Linked DNA regions of Mus musculus: all the other regions are linked to region 6. Evidence: chromatin contacts called from public HiChIP or PLAC-seq and promoter capture Hi-C data. All regions are on one chromosome and are shown on one strand. The core of a region is the stretch at or near the end of the contact, and the rest is flanking DNA. Distances in the headings are between cores, read along the strand shown.

Region 1 (3,845 bases), core at 1,199-3,698, 370 kb after region 6:
TACACCTAGGAAAACTCAGGCTCCTTCCCAAGGCTCATCTAACCATTACAACACCTTCTGATTGTTTCTCTGTGCTGTTGTACTTTGTTTCTCCATGCTCCCTATAAAGCAGTATCTCTTTTAAACTTTATTTTCTCCAGACATTGGAGCGGTTCCACACCTTTCATTTGTTCTTTATGGTTCTGATTTCCTCAGCCTAGTGGATTCCTATTCATAGAATTCTTTGACCATTTTTTTTTTTTACTGGACCATCTTTCTTTTGTTAATGATTTGCAAGACCTTTATATTTTGGATGTTAATCTTTTATTGAATACATACAATACTTTATTTCATGAAGCAGTGCCAAGTGGTCCTTGAAAAACTAAATAGAAGTTACCCAGGATCTTTGTGTTTATCCAGAGTAGTTTGAGCTAATTCTTTCATACCTAAATAAATAGGTAGAAATTATATATGCACACCTGAAGGTTTGTCAGTATGAGAATTTAGCTATGAAAGTGTTTGTCTTTCTTAGTGCTAACTGGATAGTTGTAAGCCCTCAGTCCAGTGTGCTATTTTTTGTTTTTGTTTTTGTTTTTTTTGTTTTTTAGACAGGGTTTCTCTGTATAGCCCTGGCTGTCCTGGAACTCACTTTGTAGACCAGGCTGGCCTCCAACTCAGAAATCCACCTGCCTCTGCCTCCTGAGTGCTGGGATTAAAGGTGTGCGCCACCATGCCCTGCTCCAGTGTACCATCTTTAGAATGCCAGTGCTTTCATGTTCTTTTGTTAAGGGACACACTATGGTTTAATCAGAAAAATGTGGGCTTTGCAATCAGAGATCTGGGTCCATAACTCACCTCCTTTTTCTAGCCGCACAGTGCTGTGATCCCTGAGACACTTCTCCAGTTGCTTAGTATAAACTGTAATGTCCAGGGCTGTTATCCGATGAACCAGTGAATGTAAAAACACCAAGTCCAGGGAAGGACAGGCCTTACTTACACTTATTATTCTCCTTTTTTATAAATGTTTTCCCACTCCTGTCTTCCTCATATACTTTCAGACTAGAGTGTCACAGAGATAATTACTTTGGAAAGCAACCTGTTGGTAACTTGGTGAATTTTCGGGTGACATTTAGTAGAAGAGTTTGTATTTCAACTTGGATATGCCAGCATGACCCTGCGTCCTGTTGTTTATAAAGTCTGTCTGTGCTGGGCAGTAGCAGTTGGCCAGCATTTGGTGCTCAGGTTAGTTACAGTGGCTTGCAGATGCTTATGCAGCACTCAGGACGCTGCATTTAAACATGCTGAATCTTTGCAGGAGCTTGCAGAGCTAGAAAGTGCCCTCCAGGAACAGCATGAGGTGAATGCATCCCTACAGCAAGCCCAGGGAGATCTCAGCGCCTATGAAACTGAGCTAGAGACTCAGTTAAAACTAAAAGACGCTGAAACCAGCCAGCTCAAGCAAGAGTTGGAAAAACTCCTAAGGCGTACTCAGGTAAGTAGGAACATATGCCAAATACAAACCAAGCAGCCTGTGCTGTCTGTCCCTCTTTTGAGATAGCATCTCACTATATAATGTAGCCCAGGCTGGCCTAGAATTTATGGAAATCACCCTGCCTCAGCTTTGTAGTGCTGGGGTTATAAACATGGGCCACCACACCTGGCATTGTCTTAATACAGATATTTTTAATATAATGGCTATGGATTAATGGAACATATAAAGGAGCATATTTTGGGAGTCTGATGTTCTGAAATCAAACAATAGCCCTGTTAAAATGTGGCCAGATTGTTTCATGCCCCCCCCCCCAACCCCTGTTTTAGACAGCAGATGCTGGGGACGGTGGGCATGAATGCCTTGGTAAGTTAGGGTTTGATAGGCCTAGGGTTCCTTTCTCAGAATAGCTTTAAGAACTTCTATTTAAATTGACTTTAGATTTTAGTTTGCTGTTTCCTTTTATGATTGATTGAAAGATCACTCGTTTGTTATACTGGTAACCACCTTTAGAAAGGACGCCTCATTAGGGCATGGGGGTGAGTGGGAGTGAAAGGGATAGAAAGGGAAGGTGGGTGACCTTGACAAAGGGTTCGAGAGGGCAGTGTACTGCAAGATCTTCAGATGTCAGGGCAAAGAAAGTGCAGAAAGAAGATAAAAGTTAAGTAGCAGGGTGAAAGTGGGCACCGTAGCCTGTCCTTCATCAGAGTGAGATGGTCAGCAGTTAGGAGCACCTGACCTCTCTCCTAAGGCCCCAGGCTGGATCCCAGCACCCACATAGTGGCTCACAACCATCAAAACCCCAGTTCCAGAGAATTCCATGTCCTCTTCTGGCCTCTGCAGACACAGACATCCTTGCCAGCAAACACAGACACACAAAGTACAAAGTGATAAATGTAAAGGCACATGCTCTAGAGTGTGTGTGTGACTAGAAGAGGAAGCAAGAGTAGGCCTGTGCTGTAGTGATTAATGTTCTGTTCTTGTCTTACCAGAGATCGGTGTCTTGCCAAGTGTCAGTATTGTGTTTTCCAAGAGCACTACAGTTTATAAAACCCTTGGCAGGATCAGAGTAGCAAAAAGCAGCTGGTTAGGGGAAAGAAATTATTATTATTTTTTAATAGCAGCAAATAAAATTTCTAAATGCCATCTCTTTAGAATGAACTCCTTTTTGTTTTTGGTTTGCCCAAGCTACTTTGAATGATGGTCTTTTGTACTTGGTGACAGGCTTTTTCTCTCCCCCAGTGATGCAGATATAGGTCAGATTAGACCTTACTAAAAGTAGATAAAGGCAGGTTTATTAGAGGCAGCTCTCGGGTGGGCTCTCTGATCTCACAGGTAGAGGTCAGTGAAGTCATTCATCCAGGTTAAAGCAAGAGGGTTTTATAGAACCAGCTAGGAGCTGGATTGTGTCCATACGTGGTCAAACACTGAGTCCCTGGGCAGGCACTCTTGAGTGGGTTGCCAGAAACAGAGAAGACAAGAAGTAATATGGCATGTTAGTTATTAGCCCGGAGCTTTCTCTGTGTGGGTGGGGTTAGGGAAGGAAGGGCAGATGGTATTTCCCAGCTTGTGCAAGGAGGGTGGTGAACAGGGGTTCCAGCCTAACACTTGAATTTTAGGTAAGTCTTGGCAAAAATATTTTAAGAACCTTGATGTTTAGTTATTGAAAGCCGTACTCTAACCCTTAACTACCAGAACTGGGCTTCAAACCACATAGAAAGTATAGAGTATAAAGAATCTAAGTTTCTTGGATTGTTACACTTTAGTTATATGAAACCCTTTGCAAAGCTTGTTGGATGCAGATTCCATAGATATTCTGACCTGTCAGATCTGAGACAGAAACTGGTCATCTGCTGTTGTGCTTTATTTTGTTGTTTTTTTTCCTTCTCCCCTCTCCTGCTTTCCTTCTTCCTTTTCCTCTTTTTCCTTCCTTCCTTCCTTCCTTCCTTCCTTCCTTCCTTCCTCCCTCCCTCCCTCCCTCCCTCCCTCCCTCCCTCCCTCCCTCCCTCCCTCCCTTCCTCTATATCTTTCACGTTCTTCCTCTCTGAGATCAGGTCTCATTTTTGTAGCCCAGGCCAACCTCTCCCTCCTCCTGCCTCAGCCTCCCAAGAGCTGGGAATACAGAAATGTACCACTGTGCCAAGCTTCATCTGCATGTTCCAAAAATATGTGTATGAGTGTTGCCTGTAGGTATGTCTGTGTACCACACGCATATTTTTTTGTAACCTGCAGAGGCCAGCAGGTGTCTAATCCCTTGGACCTGGGGTTATAGATTGTTGTGAGCTACTATGTGGGTTCTAGAAATTGAACCCAGGACCTCTGGAAGAGCAACTAGTGTTCTTCACCTCTGAGCCATCTCTCTAGACCCCTCATTTTT
Region 2 (3,917 bases), core at 399-2,898, 490 kb after region 6:
AGGCAGAACTGACAAGGATACTGGGACAAGTTTGTCACCAGGGCAGTGACCAAGAACTCTCATTGACGCAGTGACTGAGGTGGGAGTTCATGGGGAGGCCCTGAGGAGGTGGCCTGGTAGTCAGCAGGCAGATCCAACCCAGAGCAATGCCTGCTGGGCAGATCAATGGCAGATCCTGGAAACTCAGCTTCAGGTTTATGGGAGCTGGACATTTTATCTGAAAACAGATGAGGCGAAGCTCGCAGGTAGATACTGTTACGGTTAGTGTCTCCCTGTTGCTGTTTTTCTTCTTAAGAAAATAATTCTAAATTAAAAGAGACTATAGCTATGAATCGAGGGACAGTCAGTCACATAGGCTGCCTTGTCTTGGTTGTCCCACTGTGAACAGTGGTCTGTGCAAGGACACGCACTGTTACAGGGAGAACTGTACACAGGAGGGAGGACGTGGTGTTTCCTGGTCATCTGGAGCCTGTGGGTTCCTCCCCCTAACTCCAGAAGGGAAATTTGGCTCTTAGATGACATGTTGTCTGGCCATAGAGATGGTATCATTCAGGCCTGTAGCGCTTTGCTGAGACATTGATCTCTGGTTTTCTTCAAGGAAACTCTTCTGGCCCCAGCCCACAATTTTTGAGTATTTGCTGACTGGAGGTGATAAGTTAGAGGGCAAGAGAATGAAAGAGAAATTACAAGTGATAGCTTAGGTGTGTGTGTGTGTGTGTATGTGTGTGTGTGCACGTGTGTGCATGTGTGTACTCTGGTGTGCATCCATCAGTGCATTCACAGAGGCCAGAGGTCAATTCCAAACATCTCCTATCACTTTTTACTTTATTTTTTATTACGTTTGTATTTGCTATTAATTTATTATTACTGTGTGGGTGTGTGATATATGTGTGTGGGCACACACATGGAAGTCTGAGAACAGCTTTGTAGAGTCCATCTCCCTTTCCACCTTTACTTGGGTCCTGGGAACCAAACTCTGGTCATCAGGTGTGTGTAGGAAGTGGTCACTCTGCTTAGCCATTTCTCTGGCCCCTCTGTGAACCTGGTGTTCAGCAATTCAGTAGGCTGACTGGCCAAGGAGCTCCAGGGATCTACGGGTCTCTCTAGTCCCCTGACTTCAGCCCTGGAGATACAGATGTGCCTCCCCCCTCCCCTGCCCTCGCCTGCAGCTGTTACATGTGTGCTGGGGCCTTGGCATGCACAGTTCGGGAACGCTGGAGAGGCCTCGGGACTATTTATAAACACATATGTTCTTTACCATCAACAGGTCTGCAGAGTGTGGATCAGTCTCCTATCTATTTTTAGGAAATTAATGCTCCTGGACCCAGGCAAGGTCTTTTGTTAGCTGGGCACCCAGCCAGAACTGCATTCTTCCTTTCTACTGTTTGACAAACTCTTAGACATCCCCAAGAAGCGCTGGAAAGGGAGTCGCCCTGTTACCTTGTAAGAAAATGTGGGCTGAAGCAGAGAAAAGCGGGTCCCAGGAGTTACGTGTGGTGGTGGGGGGTGGGGGTGGGGGTAGCTGGGCCATCAATGTTTAGGCAGCCGAGGGAGGTTAAGTAAAAATATCTCCTTCCTTCCAGCTGAATGAGCGTGTGTCATATTTCAGCCTGATGTGGTTTGTGAACTTGGAGACCACAGGCAGGCTTAGTTCCTTCTGCCTCTGACTTCCCCTCCCCCTCTTCTTGAGAGACGTGCCTACTTGCTCCTGCCCTGCCTTGGACCACAGGGGCAATTGCAGGGTAGGGGAGAGAAAAGCAGAGGGTGTGGTGGGTGAGGCTAGGCAGCTAAAAGCCTGGGTTGGGGTCCCTGTCTGTGCGCTGACAAAACGAAGGGTAAGGTTTGGTGCCGGCGTGCTTTTTTAATGGACTCCAGCTATCCTAAAACTCACTCTGTAGATCAGGCTGGCCCGGAACTTAGAGAGATCCACTTGCCTCTGCTCCTGAATGCTGGTATTAAAATTGTGTCCCAACATATCTGATCAGTTTTCGGCTTTGTTTTGTTATTTTTTTATTTTTTCTGGTTATTGTCTCTCCTAATCTGGCTTTTTTGAGAAGACTCCAGAAGGGTCTGAGCCATGGAGCCTGGTGGGAAACTGTTATGAGGGAGCCTGGCTGGAGGGAGTGGGCTTCCTTTATTTTGCTAAGTTGGTTAAGCAAAGGGTGTCTCGTTACTTTCCAACCTCAACAGATCTATCATTTGGTTCAAGTACTTATCAAGCAAAAGATATATATATTCCATGTAAGTCAGCCTTGAGGGTGGGGCTCTTGATTTCTCTGTTGTAGAGGCTGTGGCTGTGGCTGGGCTGGGCTGAGTAAATACTAATTAAATTTGCAGGGTGGCTTAGTGGCCTGACTGGGGGATGTGCTTCATCTCTTCATGGGCCTTCCTTCCTCATGGTAACAAGAGCTTGTGATAGAAAATTTGGAAAATGAATTTCTTTTAAAGGATAAAACCAAAACCAACTAAACAAAACCAAAGAACTATCCATAACTGCCACCACTACAAAATTTGGTATGTTTCCTTCCTGTATTTTCCTTCTTAAAAAAGATTTATTTCATTATTTTTATGTGTATATAATTGTTATCTGTCCATTGCCTGTCCATGGAGTAAGTCCATCCTAGTGAGCAATTTTTTAATATGTTCTTTAAAAATTTTTATTTACATTTGTGTGTGTGTGTGTGTGTGTGTGTGTGTACATGCCAAGGCAGGGGAACAGAGGTCAGAAGACAACTTTATGGAATATATTCTCTCCACCCTGGGGGTCATGAGTCTTGCAGTAAATGCTTCCACCCACCGAGCTACTGCTTGCCCCTGAGTTCTTCCTTCATTATTACAAATGGAGCTCCTGGCTCAGTTGTGATGTGTTTTATAGCTTTTGTTACATTTTGCCAAATTGTTACTCAGGAAGAATAACAGTGGTCCCTGTTCCTAGCACACTTGGTGGGGAAATGGTATTCTTGAAGGAGTACTGTAGCTGGGTATCTAAAGTCTAGCTGTTCTAGACTTCTGATCCAGGGACCACTTTCCTAAAACATTAGACTTCAGTTCATTCTCTCAACAAATCTTTTGCACAGCCAAGTATCAGAAAAAGGTAGAGTTGAGATTCTAGGTCAAAGAGCAGAGGGAACCTGGTTCAGTCCTGAGTAGTTTGCCTCTCTAGGCTTTGGTTTCCAGAGTAAAGTTAGGATTTCAACACCAGCTTCCTACATTTTTTGTTAGTTTGTTTTTAGGGTTTCCTATAGCCCAGGCTGGCTAGTCACTATGTTGCTGAAAATAACCTGAACTCTTACCTCCACCTCCCAAGCAAGGATTACAGTCATGCACCACTGTGCCTGATAGCATGCAGTCCTGAGGACTGAACCCAGAGCTCCATGCTGGGCAAGCACTCTCCCAACCGGGCCCCAACCCATTCCTAGGGTCTTGAGGAGTGATGACATGGTACTTTGCCAGGATAGACCATTCAGACTCTTGGAATTTCTGTTTTCTCATCTGATTTAAAATACCCTGGGACCAAAGCAAAAGGGAGAGGGCCATTGTTTTTTGTTGTTTTGTTTTGTCTTTTTTTCTTCTTTTTTTTTGTGATCATGTGTACTTGGCTTCTCGAGCTTCAGGCCAGGAAGTAGAAGCCAGTTGATGCATGCCATTCAGAGTAGGGTTTTCATGGGCTAGCCTGGGCTCTGTGCCCTTTGCATTCTCCTAGAGCATTTCTCAATAAAGCATGAGAACACTCCATTCTAGAACACTCCTTTAGAAGTTGGGAACTGCCTGCCTGACTCTATAAATGGTCTTTTTTAAAAACCTTGTAGAACTCATGGTTGCATAAAATTCCATTCTCATAGCTGTAAATGGTATTTTAGATGCAGCAGGGCTGCATTTGGGAGCTTTTTAGAAATGTTGAATCTCAAGCTCTGCCC
Region 3 (3,907 bases), core at 1,087-3,586, 510 kb after region 6:
TAGGCTTCAGGGTCTTAGAAGGCAGGGGTGGGGCCTTGGTTAATATGGCCTAAACTCCATAGCTACATAGCCAGCAAAGATCACCACCTTTGTGATCATTAACTTCGGGGGGAGCCTGGGCTAGTGGTCACTGACCCCAGGGGTCGAGGCCAAGCCATACTGGCCTTCTGTTAATCACCAACTGGGTAAGCTGGGGCCACACTGCTTCCCTGTTCCTGAGGGGGCTGTGTAGCCAGGCCAGCTGCTGGCTCAGGCTCCTGGTCATTTCCTGAGTCAGCCAAGGAGCAAGTATCCCCTCAGGCATGTTCTTAAAGCAGTCTTTCTAGACTACAGTTCTAAATCAATCAATTAATCAATCAATCAATCAATCAATCAACTCTATTGGATATATTTCTTTTCTTTGGCTTTTTTGGGGTAGGGTTTCTCTGGGCAGTCCTAGCTGTCCTGGAACTCTCTTTATAGACCAGACTGGCTTTGAACTCACAGAGATCTGCCTGCTTCTGCCTCCCGAATACTGGGGTTAAAGGTGTGCACCATCACTGGCCGGCTAGATGTATCTGTGTCATGTTTTAGATCTTGTGCTTTAAGCTGCTATTTCAGGAAGTGTCTCAGGATGTAACGCATGTAGCATGCACAGTCCACTCACCGAAGCACACAGTTCTGTGATTTTTCTGTGGCGTGAACTGGTTGTATGATCATCATCGTGGTGTGGTATTAAAAATTTCCCACCATTACAGTGATCTGAGGACTCTCTCCAGCCTGGGCAGCCACGCCACGGCAGTGTCCAAGGTGACGTCTCTCTCCTAGTCGAAGTGATAGCTTTAACAGTGCAGCGTTTACTGACTTTGCAAGGGTTTGTGCATCAACTGCAGATTCTTTCCTTATAGAAAGGAAGAGACATCATTGTGCAATTTGCTTCTGGCACCTGGAGGTCTCTCCATGCCTACTGAGTGCCTACTATGTGCTACCAGGCACAACTGGCTCTGACTTCTTTTTCTTTTCACAGTTGCTTTGTGGTCCATTGTGTGACAGTCCCATCACTTATGTCCCCAGGGCATTTGGGTCATTTCCAATTCTCTTTGAACAATGCTTCAATGCATATCCTTGTCCATTGCAAGCAGCTCTGTAGGGAATGTTGTATTATGTGTCTTGAATATGCACAATCTACTTTCTATCTAGAGAGGTGAAAATGGCTTATGCTTCCAGAAATGTTCCTGCAAGCAGTGTGGGCTTTAATCACCTCCCTGAGTTGTGCCCAGGGCAGCCCACTGTAGGCTACACAGGCTTGAAGGTGGGCTTCCTAGACCATGGAGCCCAGAGAATTCAAGGCCTCTACAAACACCTGATAAAATCCCATTTCTAGGGGTACTCACCTTTCTTGCCTTGCCCCCCTGTAAATCAGATCCTAGCTATTTACTGGGCATGGCCTGTGTTTGCTTGCCCTCTGCCTATATGCTGTTCCCTCCCCTGGAAATGTTCTCAGTCTCCCCTGCGACAAGACCCAGGCCATCTGAAGTCCCCATAACCTTCAGTCTCAGCTGTTCTCTGTGTTCTCTTAGCTGTGAACTGTTTCCCCTTAAGTGGGAAGAAACTGGGGAGGGAGACAGCAAAGTTAGATAGAAGTCATGCTATGTAGGCTCCCAAGGGAGCTGGGACAGCGATGCATTGCCTCCTGCAGACCAGGCTATCTGAGCAGGCCTGATCTAACCCTCTGCAACCTCTAGGAGACATAGTAGGTGGTACTTAGTAGTTTAACTTAGGTCCACATTTCCCAGTGATGAGGAGCGAGGGAAGGAGAGGGCCTGAAATGGGGCGGGGAGGTGGGGGGAAAAGGTTGCAGAAGGAAATGGAGGTGTTATCCTTTAAAGGAGATGGATACAAGTATTGCCCTGGGCAGGGGCAACCAGTCAACAGGCAAGAACTTTGTACAACAAACTAAGATTTGCTCAAAATAACAATAACAAAACAGAAAGAAAGAAAAAATGTCACTGGGGGGAGGGGAGAACAATCCAAAAAGAGTACTTGAGTTGGAAACCGCCATGAACTTGTTAGTTCATGCTAGGTGTTTTTTGTTGTTTTGGTTAGTTTTTGTTGGATCTGCTTATTGGACCAATAAGAAGGCGGTTGAACGGGCCCCAGAAAAACTCTCACTGAGTTAGCATCTGTTATATGTCAGACCACAGGCCGGATCTTCTGATTGGAAACTAGGGTCCAAGGGGCGACCGCACCCAGTCGGGTTGGTCCCAGTGGGAAGGGAACCCAGATGTCTCAGAGATCCCGGACAGATACCCGCCTCCCCCGCGGGCCGCAAGGCCCTCCCTGCTGGGCGGTCCTCAGCTAGGGCGGGATGGGACGGCCGGTTACTTAAAGGTTGGGGCGACCAAGGGTCCGCGGCCGCAGCCTGGGTCCTCACCGTCGCCATGGCTCCGTACCGCTCTTCACTGCTCTGCGCGCTGCTCCTCCTGGCGCTGTGCGCACTGTCGCCTTCCCATGCAGCCACCACATCACGGGGCAGGGCCCAAGAGAGGGCGCCCCAAAGTCGGGTGTCTGAGGCGCGGGTGAGTGCCCGGGGTCCCCGGGGCTCCCCGAGTAATTGTCTATTGTAAGTTCTTGCAGATACAGCGCTAGGAAAAGGGGAGTAATTCAGGTGTAGAATGGAAAAACTGTTTTGTTGCTTTGTAAGTATGTCTTGCTGCTTCGGGGCTCCTGGGGGCGGGGTTCGGGGGCCGGGGCCAAAGCTCTTTCCTTCCTGCAGGCTAACCTCACCTTGGCCGGATCTTTCCCCACTACTGATTTGGATCCCATCTCCTTTATCATGTCTAACTACTGCCCTTCTTGCTGGTCTTTCTCAGAGTCCTCTGCGTTTGCTGTTTGCTGTTTGTCTGTCCCCTCCCGTTCGGTTTCCCCTTTGAAAGCCTCTGGACAGGACTGTTATTTTATTCTCTTCTCTCTACCCTGATTGTGGTCTCCTCCCCTGCCCGACCCCTCCCACTTGTCTGCCCTTTCTGTTCTCTACTCTCCACTACCTGAGTTTTTCTCCCCAATCGCTTCTGACTTCTGCCTGCTTTTTGTTCCAACCAGACCTTCCTCTGTCTGAGGTGACCTGCTGACATCCCTCCTTGGGCGCAAACCTAACCGTCTGTCCCATTGGCACCTACAGAGCATGTCTGGCAGCCTTTCCCACCCTCAAACCTTCTCCTAACAGGTTCCCCCTGCAGACTTCAGGCTCCATTCCTTCCCCCTTTCCCAAGATGTGGAAATTTGGTGGGTGGGATGCTGGGGGCGGGGCAGGAGGGAGGAGGCAGACAGCTCAGGAGGCCACTTGGGCCCACTAAGCCAGTCCTTAGTGGGCTGTGATGATCCTTCCCCTTCCAAGGAGCAAAACCAACCACGGGACCTAGGATCGGGCCCCTTGCCCTTTGGTCCTGTTTCCCCATTTGCAGAGTAGGGGTGGATAATGCGTCCTAAGCCACAAAGGTTCTGGAAGAGAGCATGCAGAGTCACTGGGGACTGAGAGATTTGCCACTGCTATCTGGGAGTGTCTATCCATAGGGGCAGAGAGTGCCTTTGGAGTCCAGGGCTATCCCTCTATGTTGTCTCCCAAATGGGGGCCCCTGAAAGACAGCCTGCCTCTTTGTGCCTTAGCTATCTCCCCAAAAGGGAGGGAGCTCTCTGCCTCCTCTGTCATATCACCAACTAGGAGAGCAGAAAGGAAGACAGCCTGGCCTGGCCAGAAACTCCCAGAAAGGGGTTGATTCTCCTCTAGCACAGGGAGAGCTCGAAGCTGCCCTCCCTCATGCCTGGGGTCTCTCCTTGCTGAGACCCACACTTCTGCTCAGGTTCTGTCCTGTCTCTCTGCAGCCCAGCACTATGGTGGTGGAGCACCCCGAATTCCTGAAGGCAGGGA
Region 4 (4,272 bases), core at 190-2,689, 370 kb before region 6:
CTTTGTAGACCAGGCTGGCCTTGAACTCAGAAATCCATCTGCTTCTCCCTCCCGAGTGCTGGGATTAAAGGCATGTGCCACCATGCCCGGCTATCTTGTGCATTTCTTGTACAGGTAACCAGAGGTAGTGTGAATTCATGAATGCAGAGAAGGTATTGTTTCTTCTGGGCCTCTGGCTGTTACAATCTTTCTGTTCCCAATTTCAATGGTGGTCTCTGAGCCTTTCAGTGAAGGTGCTATGTATCCTGTTGCAGGGTATTTGATCACACTGTGAACCCCACGGTTGTGTTACTGAAAAAACCTGTTTTTAGTTGTGGTGTGGCTCAGCCCTTAGCTCACACCTTTAATCCCTCTGGTTGGAATACAGATGTGCCCTTAGTACACACCTTTAATCGCAAACAATGAAGGTAAAGTTAGTTGGTAAATGGAAGCAAGCAGCCATGTTTGAAAGTGATGTCTAATTGAATGACAAAGTGATGCATCAGAAAAAGATTTGACAGAATAGGATATACCCAACTCTCAAGAGAAGAGGGAAGGAGGCAGTTTTACAAGGAGAGTTTGATACAGACAGGTTGAAGAGAGAACAAGCTAGACACAGGTGAAGATAGAATGAGCCAAAGAAAAAGAACCAGGGGATTAGAACAGGTTGCTTAAATTAGAATGAAGCCTAGCAGAGCAATTCTGTCAGAAACTGAGTGGAGCCAGATTGAATCAGTCAGCTTGGAGAAAAGTTTGAGCCAGAATCGCCAGTCCGAGATCAGAAAGTACTAGAAAGGATGATCGTATTCAGCAGCAAACATTTCAGGCTGAAAACATTCTAGGCTTTGATTAGATTCAATGGAGGCTGAAAAATTCCAGGACTAGGTCTAGGTTAGCAGACTGAGATAGTAAGCCTCCAGACGACAATTACTACAGAACGACAGGAGAATAAGTTACAATTACAGTGTCCTACTGTGGCTGAGCACTCGATGGACATTTCATCTGTGCACCATGGCCACTTGTGAGAGTTTCTGTATTAACCATTGTCCACTGCAGTAAAAAAACAAAACAAAATAAAACAAAAAAATACCCAAACTTCTCTGATTAGGTGTGAGAGCGTCACTAATCTGGGTTTAGATAGTAATTTAAAAAGCAGTTTGATACTATGTCCATGTAGCAAATAATAGTTGCAGTGAACTCTTCTTTCTGATATGGCGGTTAAGATGAAGACTTTTCCCTGTAAAAGTAAGACGTAGCTTACAGAGATCCTTACACTTGAAGGTAAACAGAAGTTGGTTAACCTGCTCCAGAAACGGCCAAGGGCAGCACGCATGCGCAACCACCCACCAGTTCCCGCCCCTTGTCCCGCCCCCGGGAGGCAGCGACTTCTCGTTCCTGGCTCTGGGGCTTGCGCACTGCGTCCCCAGCCAAAGGCGTCTTGCAGATCGGGGACTTCCGGTACGCGGGGTACGGTTCCGGGTCGTGGCGCGGCTCTGGGTAACAGGGCTGCTGTTGCCGGCCGGCGGCGGCGGGGTCATGAGGGCGTGCCCGGGGCGCCAGGGCCGAGTGGGCCGGTAGGACTGCCGAGGACTTCGTAGGCGCTGGGTTCGGTGCAGGGGCCGGGAGGCGTGGGGGAGTCGGGACCTCCCTCAGGGACGTGTCCCGGGCGAGGCGGCCTGTAGTGTGGGAGCAGCTTCAGGTAAAGGTTGCCCCAGCCGTCGCCCCCTCGCCCGCGGGACCCTCCGACCTCTCAGCACCCCGCTGCCGTCGCTGCCCAGCGGCGCCCGTTGGGGCTGTGCTCGGTGGCCTGGGAACATCGGTTTCCTTGCTCTTCCTGAGCCTGACAGCTGGGTGTGTGACTTAGGTGAGGAGAGACTTTGGACCTGGTTGTGCGGGGGCGGGGGAGGGGGCAGTCCTTGGCTCTGGCGGTTTCGGGTCTCGGAACTCTGCAAGGTCCGGTGCCCAAGTTCCATCCTGTGAAATCAACTTTTCAAAGCATTGCCAGGGCAGTCCTGAAACGGTCCCACTGATTGTTTATATCCCGAGAGCGCTGCGGGGAACTTGGAGTCCGTTTTTCTGTTTATGGGAGTGACAAGGAATGGTGAAGTTGCGGGGGCCGTGGGGGGGGGGTTGGGAAGAAGAAAAGATTATAGTTTAAAGAAGTGTATAACTCAAGCCAGAAGCTCTAAGATGAAACAGGGACCTCACAATTTGTTACAGCTTCCAATGAATGACCGCAGTATTTGAAACTGTCACTGTTCCCAACTCTGTGCAAAGCACCATGTTTATTACAAACCCCCAAAGGGCCGAGTTCAAAACCTTCCCAGGTGTAAACAGGAACGTGTACAGACACATCAGTTGATGAGGTCGGCCTTCGCAGGACTCACAGAAAGGATGGGTCCCTATTGTGCACAACCACCAGGGCAGAAATAAAGTGCGTTACTCCTATGTTTAGGAGCCACCCAAGCTGCAGTGACAAATCTTGCTCAATGCTATTTGCCCCCATCTTTTTCAGTCACACCCCTTCAAGCTTACTGGACGCTAGGGAGGGGCATGCCAGGTGTCCCTTTCCTTTAAGCTTTGCTCATATCTGCCTTCTGCTACTAAATGTGAATAGTGCCTGCGACGCCTCTATAATCTTGTGGCTCTCTGCTAGTGTTTAACAGCTAACCTTTTAAAAGTCCCTGCTATGGGCCTTTCTTCTGGATAAGTAGGATCTCACATCATTTTTGATTTGTTCTCACATAAACTTTTTTTTTTCCTCACCCTGTCCTGCCTAGACACTTCCTATGTTTTGATTTCTATTGCTAATGCTTCCCATGGTCCAACTGATGGTGGTCTCACTCAGCCAATTAAGGACAATCCCAGCTTTGAATGAGTGATTCATTGACCCTCCCATTTTTAAGAATTATTTTAAATATGTATGTGTGTCCATGTGGGATTTGTTTGTGTACATGTGAGGGCAGTTGCCTACAGTGGTCAGAAGAGCCAAAGAGCGTGTCAGATCCCCTAGGACTGGAGCCGTTGGTGCTGTGAGCGGCACATTGTAGGTGCTGGGAACTGAACTTGGGTACTGCACAAGAGCAGTGCTGGTTCTTAATTGCTGAACCATTTCTCCATCCCCTGGGAATGATTTCTTCCGGAAAACCCTATAAGCGCCCCTTATTTACAGTCCCTTAGCAAGCATTCATTGTGCATGGATATAGGTCAGCCACTGCATGGCAGTTTAATAAGTAAGACTCAGTCATTGTGTACAGCCAGTTCTTACGGTGAGAGGGACACGTGTGAGAGTTTTTCTGTGATTCGGAAGTAGTATGCCGTGTCAGTTTTTGAGAGGTGACGCTTGGTGAAGGGAATGAGCATAATGTGAGGTAAATTGAGCTTCAGTTTTTCCTCATTTAATCATTTTAATTCAGGTTGGCCCAGAATAGTTACACAGCTGGTACGAGACAGAGCCTTCTTTCATACCAGGACATTCATGCAAATACATATTGAAGCAACTGTCAAAGAGGGAAAATAAAAATGTTGAAGTGGAGAGTGCAGACAGTCCTCTAAAGGTAGACAGAGCCTGTGCTGCAGGCCTGTCTTAGCAGCTTGGTAGGCTGAGGCAGCAGAGTACTTACACAGATTGCACGAGCCAGCCTGGGCAATGGTGAATGGCTCAGTGGTTAAGAGCATGGGCTGCTCTTCCAGAGATCCTTAGTTCACTTCCCAACACCTGTATGGCAGCTCATAACCATCTGTAACTCCAGTTCCAGGAGATCTGATGCCATGTTTTGGCCTCTCTGGATGCCAGGCAAACACGTGGTGTTTATACACAAAAAAGACCCATGTACATAAAGTAAAAAAAAAAACAAAAACAAAAACAAAAAAACTACATCTTAAAAAGAGAAAAAAAAAGCATATTACCTTCCATAGCATAAAAATGATAGGAGGGTGGACTGATGTGATAGTTTATGGAGCATAGATAGGCATGGTCTCTGGCTTTGTGTTTTGTGTGGCATGCCCCCCTCTCTAGATATGTGACCTTTGCTTAACTCTAGCCAGCATTTTCTTCATCTCAGGAATGGAGCACTATGCATTATTTAGTAAGCTGATCTGGATTAAAATCCAGGCCCCCCCTCCCCCAATGTGTTCAAGGCCAGCCTGGTCTACAGAGTGAGTTCCAGGACAGCCAGGGCTACACAGAGAAACCCTGTCTCAGAAGAAAAAGAAAGAAAGAAAGAAAGAGAGAGAGAGAGAGAGAGAGAGGGAGGGAGGGAGGGAGGGAGGCAGGCAGGCAGGCAGGCAGGC
Region 5 (4,221 bases), core at 136-2,635, 390 kb after region 6:
TTTCCTTCCCATCCACCATAGCCAAAGTAGACAACAGGAATTCCGACCCTCGTTCTCTAAGGCATTGGTTTGATTTCCTTGTCCTTTTGACTTTGCATACAAAAAGCTAACTAACCCTTTCTGTTATTTCTATGCTGTGGCCTTTAATTGGGGGAATTCTCGACCGCCATAGGAGGTTCCATACTTGCCACCATTTTTAGAATCTTTCTCTCCAGTCTGTGGAGAAAACACTGTGATTCAGTGTCAGCTGCCCGACTCTGTTACTGTTCAGCCTCACACAGTGCTTGGCCTGAACCTGTGGTCTCCCCACGGACCACTTTGCTCTGCCTCTGCACCTTCACATGCCTTCCCCAAGCCCTGTCTGTCTGTCCTGCCTTTCAAAACAAAAGTGACGATGGGCAGTCAGCGGAGGTGGCTCAGGCTTTAAGTTAAAGCACTTGTTGCTTTCGCAGAGGGTGCAGGTTCAATTTCCAGCACCCACATAGTGGCTCATACGCGTCTATAACTCCAGTTTCAGGAGATACAGCCTCTTCTGAACTCTTGGGTACCAGGCACTCAGTGGTGCACATGCAGACATGCAAGCAAAACATTTATACACATAAAACCTTTTAAAAACATGAAAGGTAAGGGGTCCCTTTTGAAGTAGGCCTTCTTTCTCCTCAGGTATCTTGTACAGTGCAGGGTTAGTCACCATTAGCATAGTCCTGCTGGAGCAGTGCTGTGACCAGCCAGAGTCACTGAGGGGAATAGCCGGCCCTCCATCTGTGGGCGCCTGTGTTTAGCATGGGGTCAGCTAGTTCACATGCCTCTGTTGTCTGCTCGGGTACATGAAATGCTGTCTTCTGTGCTAGTCCATGAGTTATGGCAGTTCCCTAGCTTTTGTCATTTAATGTAGACCAGCCTGGGCCTCAGTGTGATAGGGAGGCCTGTGAGGCAGGCAGAGTGAGAGAGACGTGACCACTGCTGTCTAGGAGTGGACGGCTCTCGTGAGAGCCACACTGAGGAGACTGGAACTTGCTTCTTGCTTGTGGGGGGATAAAGCTTCTTTTCACGTGCGTGGACATTTTGGGAAGAGGACAGAGTGGGCAGGGCATAGGCCCACTTCTCCCACGGTAGCAGTATAAATGATTACTCCAGGAAAATTGGGTAACACTTAGTCAGAGAAAAGCATCCATGTGCTGAGTTTGATTTCATGTTTTTTCTGCCAAGCAGCCCATTTTCAGATAATTTTGTCTTGTTAGCCTCGAGTTACTGAATTTTGTGTCATGACTTTTTGCCAAATCTTTTATGACAGTTGTATTCCAACATAAAGAAGTCAGTCACAAAACAGCACAGTGTGTGGAGTTGCATGCTCTGGGGCTGTCCTTGAGGACTAAGGGACTGGGAGTTTTTGTGTAGTCACTTCCTTTATCTCTACTCTTCAGGAAAATGATGTGGTTATGCTGTCTCGGCCAGATGCTGACCCAAGTCCATCAAGCCTTGTGACATAGTGTGCTTTTACTGCCAGGAATACTCTGTGTTTATAATAAAAATGTATTTTGAACATGTAGCTACTCTCTTAAAAAGTCAGCAAGTTCCTTAGCTGGGTGTTGGGTGGCACATACTTATAATCCCAGCACTTGAGAGACAAGGGCAGGCAGATCTCTGAGTTCGAGGCCAATCTGATGTCCAGAGTGAGTTCCAGGACAGCCAGGGCAACACAGAGAAACCCTGCCTCCAAAACAAAGCAAAACCAAAACACAGTAAAAATTTGAACATTCTTCATAGGCTATCAATGTCCGTATTGCCTGTGTTTAAAATCTTTTGATATTTATGTAATTTTTAGGGACTTCATTGATGGACATGTTGAGAATCTTATGACTGAACTAGAAATAGAAAAGTCTCTCAAACATCATGAGGATATCGTAGATGAAATTGAGTGCCTAGAGAAAACTCTCCTGAAACGTCGCTCGGAACTCAGGGAAGCTGACCGACTTCTGGCGGAAGCCGAGAATGAGCTTGCATGCACCAAGGAGAAGGTGTGTCTAGTGTGCTTCAGGCTGGCCCTCTAGGGGACACAGGCAACCTCCTGCTCTTCACCTAAAACTGGAAAGCAATGGTGGCAAAGAGCACGCTGTCCGAGCTGGGCATCTGAGCAAGTCACCTAGGTCCGCTGACTTTGCTAACCTTGTCTGTAAATTCAAGCTAAGAATGTGTGGTCTGTTGAGTGTGGATTAAATGCATGCTTTAGATTCCAGACACTGTGCTGTTTAGTTCCCAGCATGTCCTGCTTGCCCGGCTGAGTGTGTTGTGGGGCAGAGGTGAGGTGGTTGTTTGTTTGGTTTGACTTCGGACTTTTCAATCTGCGTCTTTTTAAATAACAAATCGATTGTTACAGAAATCTTCCTTCATCAAGTTGGTAACAGAAGTAATGATCTATTTTCAATTTCTGGGTCATAGATTTCTATTCATTTAGGTTCAGCCAAGTTGAAATTGAAAGAAAGAAAGGTTCTGAGATGTTCTTTGCTGGCACGTTACCTCTGGACTACCGAGTGAGTGGTAGTAGCATTCTTTAAGACACAATGCAGCATAAACCCAAAGAGGGAAAGTGACTTCCTAGGTCTTCATGAACGCCATTTCCTTTAGCTTCCCTGGCAGCCCTGGGACGTGGTGTTAACTCAGCTTACACATGCAGCCCAGAGTCACATAGTTGAAGCTCTGCCTTCTCTAGAGTTCTTTAGTTAAATGAGAATTCCAGAGAAAAAAAGGCCCTGGCACACAAAGTACCTCAGGAACTGTTTTTACTTTGTTAGTTCAACTTGGATCAATTTAAGTTAATAGAAACCCGTAGTTGTAACTGAGTGATTGGCTTCACCTATTACATTCTGTGTATCATGACTGATGTTACAGAAACACAGCTCTCACCTCAAAGAGGTACAAGATAATTTATCCTGGAGCCAATGGCCTGACATTTCATGTTCTGATGTATTAATAGTTTCATAAAGATTTTATAGTAACAACATACAAAAAAGCCATAACCCATGACATTTTCAAATGCATTGGTGGGAACATTAGAGAGGCGGGGGCAGCCAGGCAGAGACTGCAGCTGCGGGCTTTGGGTACTGTCTGGAAGCCTGCTGGTAAGTTCATAGAGCCCAAACGGTTTTTGGTTTTGTTTTTTAATCTGTTTTTCAGGATGTTGAATCAGCTTTCTCTGCTAGTCAACAGGGTGTTGGTCACCACCAGAGGTGGACAAGGAATGCCTCCTTAGGAGGCTGAAGCTAACGGAGTATAAATTGCAGTGAGTCTGTGGACCTGCAGACTTCCAACCCCTCCACATCATTACAGTCCATCTGCCTTTACAGGCATAGCTCCTCTCCCGGAATTCTTCACATGGTTCTAAATGAGAACAAGGAAATCCTCATGTCTCTTCCTATGGGCAGTCCTTTTACTGTAAATGTTAGGTTGCTGTGGTTATGTAGGTTATATAGGTGCTATGGGACTAGAGAAAACATCTTCCCTGTATTTATGTTATGTAGGTGTTATGGAACTAGAGAAAACATATCTCCTATATTTGTTTTAATCAGTGACCTTGGCAGTAGACACATAGAGGCAGAGTGACCACAGTGGAGACACTCTCCTCCAAGGGACTCCCCTAAGTAGATGATGAACCCTGCCCAAGGCTTTGCTAATGAACCAGCAGAAAGCAGCTGTCTGAAGAGAAGCGGTGATATGTCTAGCATTGTGGATCCTGCCGAAGAGATGACACCCAGTTAATAGACAGATTTCACATGCAGCCACATCTGACTCTGGAGACTGTTTGTGAGTCAGTGCAAACTAAAATCTTAGATATATTAAACTTCTTACTCTAGATGAATCAGGAAACCAAGTTGATTTTTTGAAAGTGTTTTTTGCCAAATCTTGCATAGGAGGACTTCTATGAAGTCTAAAGACTTCAAAGTAAGTCGCCATCACAAAGTGAGGGTCCTTTCATAATGTCTCAAGTAAGAAGAATCTGTGTGGATGGAGGCTTGCCATTGTCATTTAGTTGGCTAGGTTTGATAATCACATTTTTGGAATAAAAAGGTATCTCCATTCTCTTCATCTTCAGATGACTTTTTTCATAAACGCTCCATCTTTGTTGACACAAACATAGTTTTATATAGTTCCTCTCATAGTGCTTATACCATTTAAGATTTATTTTTGGTCCAGCATATTCTAACATCTGCATGCTGCAACATT
Region 6 (3,967 bases), core at 328-2,827:
GACTTGGGGTGCAGAGATGGTGGACCTGAGAGTTCAAGGCCAGCCTGGTGGACATGTTGAGCTCCAGGCCTGGAGACAGATGTCAGTTGTGTAGCATGCATAGATGCAAGTCCCATGGTAGTACATGCCTATGCCTGAAGTTCTCAGCACTTGGGAGGTATAGATAGAAGAAACAGAAGTTCAAAGTCATTTGCTACACAGTTTGAAGACTGGGGGTGCATGAAATTTGTCTTTAAACAACAAAAAAGGGTGGTGGTGGTGGGAATCAATAGTATAAATTATGGAGTAAAATCAACCGGGTTATTAACTATATTCTCAGCACTTATCAATCGACCATTCTAGCTATTTAATCGCTCTTGGTCTCAATGGTCTCTTCTGGAAAATGGGAAAAATGTACCAAGACTTGAATATGAATAAATGACACATGGAAAACACATAGGAGGATCAGTAGTTATAGACCAGCTTGGGCCTGTGTACAATGCCTCTCAAAATACATAAAACAAAACAATGAAGTACATAATAAGCTCAAGTAGTAACTTGTTTTGTTTGTCCCCCAACATACTATTATAAAAGAGTAAAGCATCAGCAAGACTTTTTTGTCTGCTAAACGTCTTTAGCATTATCAGCCCTATTCCAAGAGTCGAATAGGGTGGTGTCAAGAAGGAAGAGGGAAAGAGGAAGGACTTATAAATAATAACCAGTGTCATAAATGGAAATGCTATGCTAGAACAGGTTAGCGAACAATAAGGCGCTACGAGAGAGAGAGAGAGAGAGAGAGAGAGAGAGAGAGAGAAGAAAAGATACATCTCATGGTGGAAAGTGCTCGTTTGACCATAGTACTGAATCTCCGCGGCGGAGAAAGGGAATAGGTTACAATTGGCCAGGCCAATCCTGGGACTTAACCCCGGCAAAGGGAAGATTCGAAAGGCCTGGAAAGACACATACGGCTAGCCTTGGGGTGAAGGAGAAACACGGTTAGCTGAGAAGCACCAGGATTCTCAGCGAGGCAGAATCCAGATCAGGCCCCAGCTCGAGACGTGCAGGCCGGGCGAGTAACAGGGCCTGGACTCTGGGACATCCGAGAACGTGTGGAGGCTGGGGAGGGCGATCACAGCTGAGGCCGGGCAGCTCAGGACGCGGGGAATCGAGGAGGAGAAAGGCCGCGTACTTCTTCAGAGTGAGAGACAGAAAAGGAGACCCCGAGGGAACTGACACGCAGACCCCACTCCAGTCCCCGGGGGCCTGGCGTGAGGGGAGGACCTGAACGGTTACCGGCGGAAACGGTCTCGGGGTGAGAGGTCACCCGAAGGACAGGCAGCTGCTGAACCAATAGGACCAGCGCTCAGGGCGGATGCTGCCTCTCATTGGTGGCCGTTAAGAATGACCAGTAGCCAATGAGTCAGCCCGGGGGGCGTAGCAATGACGTGAGTTGCGGAGGAGGCCGCTTCGAATCGGCAGCAGCCAGCTTGGTGGCATGGACCAATCAGCGGCCTCCAACGAGTAGCGACTTCACCAATCGGAGGCCTCCACGACGGGGCTGTGGGGAGGGTATATAAGGCGAGTCGGCGACGGCGCGCTCGATACTGGCCGAGACAACACTGACCTGGACACTTGGGCTTCTGCGTGTGTGTGAGGTAAGCGCCGCGGCCTGCTGCTAGGCCTGCTCCGAGTCTGCTTCGTGTCTCCTCCTGACCCCGAGGCCCCTGTCGCCCTCAGACCAGAACCGTCGTCGCGTTTCGGGGCCACAGCCTGTTGCTGGACTCCTAAGACTCCTGCCTGACTGCTGAGCGACTGGTCCTCAGCGCCGGCATGATGAAGTTCACTGTGGTGGCGGCGGCGTTGCTGCTGCTGGGCGCGGTGCGGGCCGAGGAGGAGGACAAGAAGGAGGATGTGGGCACGGTGGTCGGCATCGACTTGGGGACCACCTATTCCTGGTAAGTGGTATCCGTCGAAGGAGGAGGGGGTGGGGAGGAGTGGGGCGTGGCCTCCGGGGCCAGCGTGAGAAAGTGAGGTGCTGATTCCTTTTCTGTGGGGTTTCCCCGTCAGCGTCGGTGTGTTCAAGAACGGCCGCGTGGAGATCATAGCCAACGATCAGGGCAACCGCATCACGCCGTCGTATGTGGCCTTCACTCCTGAAGGGGAGCGTCTGATTGGCGATGCGGCCAAGAACCAACTCACGTCCAACCCCGAGAACACGGTCTTCGATGCCAAGCGCCTCATCGGACGCACTTGGAATGACCCTTCGGTGCAGCAGGACATCAAGTTCTTGCCATTCAAGGTCGGACCCGTTTTTTTTTTCTCATGCTAATGGGGCGGCTGGGGTGATAGGAGTATTTAGGGGTTGCCACTTGGCCAAAAACACTGTTCAAAGGACTTAAAAGAATGTGTTCGGAATTTATGTAACGGTTTTACATCTAGTCGTTTTTAGTGTGTTATAAAACATGACACACTGTTAACAATGTCTAGAAGTTGAAACAGACTAAAACTGTCGATCTATCTACAATACAGCTGTGCTCAGTTTTAGTTGTGATTTCCCCCTAAGGGACAGAGATGAATCAAGCTATGGGAGGGAGGAAATGGATTTTTTTTTTTAAATCGTTTGTGGTGTCATTGTTTCCTCTTCGGAAAAATTACCTTTAAATTACTTTATGCCATAGGTGGTTGAAAAGAAAACTAAACCGTACATTCAAGTTGATATTGGAGGTGGGCAAACCAAGACATTTGCCCCAGAAGAAATTTCTGCCATGGTTCTCACTAAAATGAAGGAGACTGCTGAGGCGTATTTGGGAAAGAAGGTGAATAACGTGTGAAACAGTGTTGAGTGTTTGATTGCTGTTGCTCCCCCTCGATGACTTGTGTAGGGAAGCCTTCATGGTTTGAAACCTTTCAATTTTTTTTTAAAGATTTATTTATTATTATACATAATTTCACTGTAGCTGACTTCAGACACACCAGAAGAGAGTGTCAGATCTCATTATGGGTGGTTGTGAGCCACCATGTGGTTGCTGGGATTTGAACTCAGGACCTTCGGAAGAGCAGTCAGTGCCCTTACCTGCCGAGCCATCTCACCAGCCCCAGAAACCTTTCAATCTTAACTTTTAGTGATTTAGTGTTTTGTGGGAGGTCAAGGTATATGCTAGTCAGCCTTTATGAGTTACCACTGCTTAATTCTAATGACAAAAGCGTATGATATAGCAGTAAACTGACTTAGAAACTGTTGTGGCTTGACTAGTTGATAAGAGTGACAGAAGTGAGAACACCATGTACTTCAATCATCTTTAAGTATGATTGCACGGTTGTCCTTCTAGGTTACCCATGCAGTTGTTACTGTACCAGCTTACTTCAATGATGCCCAGCGACAAGCAACCAAAGATGCTGGCACTATTGCTGGACTGAATGTCATGAGGATCATCAATGAGCCGTAAGTATGGGACTCAGAGCTCTACCATATTCCCAAGTGGGGGGGAAATATGAACCCCTGACCAAGCTTTCTTCCCTCCTCTTCATCCTCACAGTACAGCAGCTGCTATTGCATATGGCCTGGATAAGAGAGAGGGAGAGAAGAACATCCTTGTGTTTGACCTGGGTGGCGGCACCTTCGATGTGTCTCTTCTCACCATTGACAATGGTGTCTTTGAAGTGGTGGCCACTAATGGAGATACTCACCTGGGTGGGGAAGACTTTGATCAGCGGGTCATGGAACACTTCATCAAGTTGTACAAAAAGAAAACTGGTAAAGATGTTAGGAAAGACAACAGAGCTGTGCAGAAACTCCGGCGTGAGGTAGAAAAGGCTAAGAGAGCCTTGTCTTCTCAGCATCAAGCAAGGATTGAAATTGAGTCCTTCTTCGAAGGAGAAGACTTCTCAGAGACCCTTACTCGGGCCAAATTTGAAGAGCTGAACATGGTATGCTCCTTGACAGTGCTAATGGAATCCGCTTAGACTGTAGAATTTGGGATAACTAAAT

Evidence for each region. Promoter capture Hi-C pulls out the DNA fragments that hold promoters and counts their contacts. HiChIP or PLAC-seq counts read pairs in DNA pulled down with a chosen protein or histone mark.
Region 1: a promoter capture Hi-C map of the HPC-7 cell line shows a contact between it and region 6. The contact joins the enhancer-like site here to the promoter of Hspa5 in region 6. A contact is called at or near these places in 15 of 39 promoter capture datasets (the 3T3-L1 cell line, the C10 cell line, the HPC-7 cell line and 9 more), 1 of 15 datasets of contacts at CTCF or cohesin (large pre-B cells), 11 of 484 Hi-C or Micro-C datasets (B cells, CD4 T cells, CD8 T cells and 8 more), 31 of 115 datasets of contacts at active chromatin or transcription factors (the 230-238 cell line, CD4 T cells, CD8 T cells and 22 more) and 3 of 9 other capture datasets (adipose tissue, embryonic stem cells and liver).
Region 2: a promoter capture Hi-C map of pre-B cells shows a contact between it and region 6, with 3 times the contacts expected there. The contact joins the enhancer-like site here to the promoter of Hspa5 in region 6. A contact is called at or near these places in 1 of 39 promoter capture datasets (pre-B cells), 4 of 484 Hi-C or Micro-C datasets (B cells, muscle stem cells, neutrophils and 1 more) and 1 of 115 datasets of contacts at active chromatin or transcription factors (effector CD8 T cells).
Region 3: an H3K4me3 HiChIP or PLAC-seq map of pro-B cells shows a contact between it and region 6, with 2.3 times the contacts expected there. The contact joins the promoter of Gsn here to the promoter of Hspa5 in region 6. A contact is called at or near these places in 1 of 39 promoter capture datasets (pre-B cells), 2 of 484 Hi-C or Micro-C datasets (B cells and pro-B cells) and 1 of 115 datasets of contacts at active chromatin or transcription factors (pro-B cells).
Region 4: a promoter capture Hi-C map of embryonic stem cells shows a contact between it and region 6. The contact joins the promoter of Mapkap1 here to the promoter of Hspa5 in region 6. A contact is called at or near these places in 3 of 39 promoter capture datasets (the 3T3-L1 cell line, embryonic stem cells and stem cell-derived epiblast-like cells) and 4 of 115 datasets of contacts at active chromatin or transcription factors (effector CD8 T cells, embryonic stem cells, memory CD8 T cells and 1 more).
Region 5: a contact with region 6 is called in an H3K4me3 HiChIP or PLAC-seq map of bone marrow-derived macrophages, with 2.3 times the contacts expected there. The contact joins the enhancer-like site here to the promoter of Hspa5 in region 6. A contact is called at or near these places in 13 of 39 promoter capture datasets (the C10 cell line, the HPC-7 cell line, cranial neural crest and 7 more), 1 of 15 datasets of contacts at CTCF or cohesin (large pre-B cells), 1 of 484 Hi-C or Micro-C datasets (nephron progenitors), 12 of 115 datasets of contacts at active chromatin or transcription factors (CD8 T cells, the SCID.adh cell line, bone marrow-derived macrophages and 8 more) and 3 of 9 other capture datasets (adipose tissue, embryonic stem cells and liver).

The regions. Positions count from the first base shown.
Region 1 is chr2:35,136,338-35,140,182 of GRCm38.p6, forward strand. It overlaps Cntrl (centriolin), which reads left to right. Exons shown (of 44, transcript NM_001379274.1): 14 at 1,295-1,471. Among named protein-coding and RNA genes, the nearest start is that of Cntrl, 29 kb to the left of the region's middle. Within about 2 kb of position 2,449, at least 1 of the 459 cell types and tissues checked has an H3K27ac peak or open chromatin away from gene starts, as enhancers often do. A contact at or near this core is called in the HPC-7 cell line, where this site is marked.
Region 2 is chr2:35,258,258-35,262,174 of GRCm38.p6, forward strand. It overlaps a transcript of Gsn not described here. Among named protein-coding and RNA genes, the nearest start is that of Gm39795, 13 kb to the right of the region's middle. Within about 2 kb of position 1,649, at least 86 of the 459 cell types and tissues checked have an H3K27ac peak or open chromatin away from gene starts, as enhancers often do. A contact at or near this core is called in B cells, pre-B cells and pro-B cells, where this site is marked.
Region 3 is chr2:35,280,044-35,283,950 of GRCm38.p6, forward strand. It overlaps Gsn (gelsolin), which reads left to right and starts at 2,337. Exons shown (of 17, transcript NM_146120.4): 1 at 2,337-2,558; 2 at 3,862-3,907. The coding sequence starts at 2,421.
Region 4 is chr2:34,405,412-34,409,683 of GRCm38.p6, forward strand. Mapkap1 (mitogen-activated protein kinase associated protein 1) reads left to right here and starts at 1,440. Exons shown (of 12, transcript NM_177345.4): 1 at 1,440-1,843.
Region 5 is chr2:35,155,771-35,159,991 of GRCm38.p6, forward strand. It overlaps Cntrl (centriolin), which reads left to right. Exons shown (of 44, transcript NM_001379274.1): 26 at 1,826-2,018. Among named protein-coding and RNA genes, the nearest start is that of Rab14, 43 kb to the right of the region's middle. Within about 2 kb of position 1,386, at least 17 of the 459 cell types and tissues checked have an H3K27ac peak or open chromatin away from gene starts, as enhancers often do. A contact at or near this core is called in the HPC-7 cell line, bone marrow-derived macrophages and liver, where this site is marked.
Region 6 is chr2:34,770,513-34,774,479 of GRCm38.p6, forward strand. It overlaps Hspa5 (heat shock protein 5), which reads left to right and starts at 1,578. Exons shown (of 9, transcript NM_001163434.1): 1 at 1,578-1,634; 2 at 1,717-1,934; 3 at 2,047-2,278; 4 at 2,658-2,795; 5 at 3,309-3,421; 6 at 3,516-3,906. The coding sequence starts at 1,810.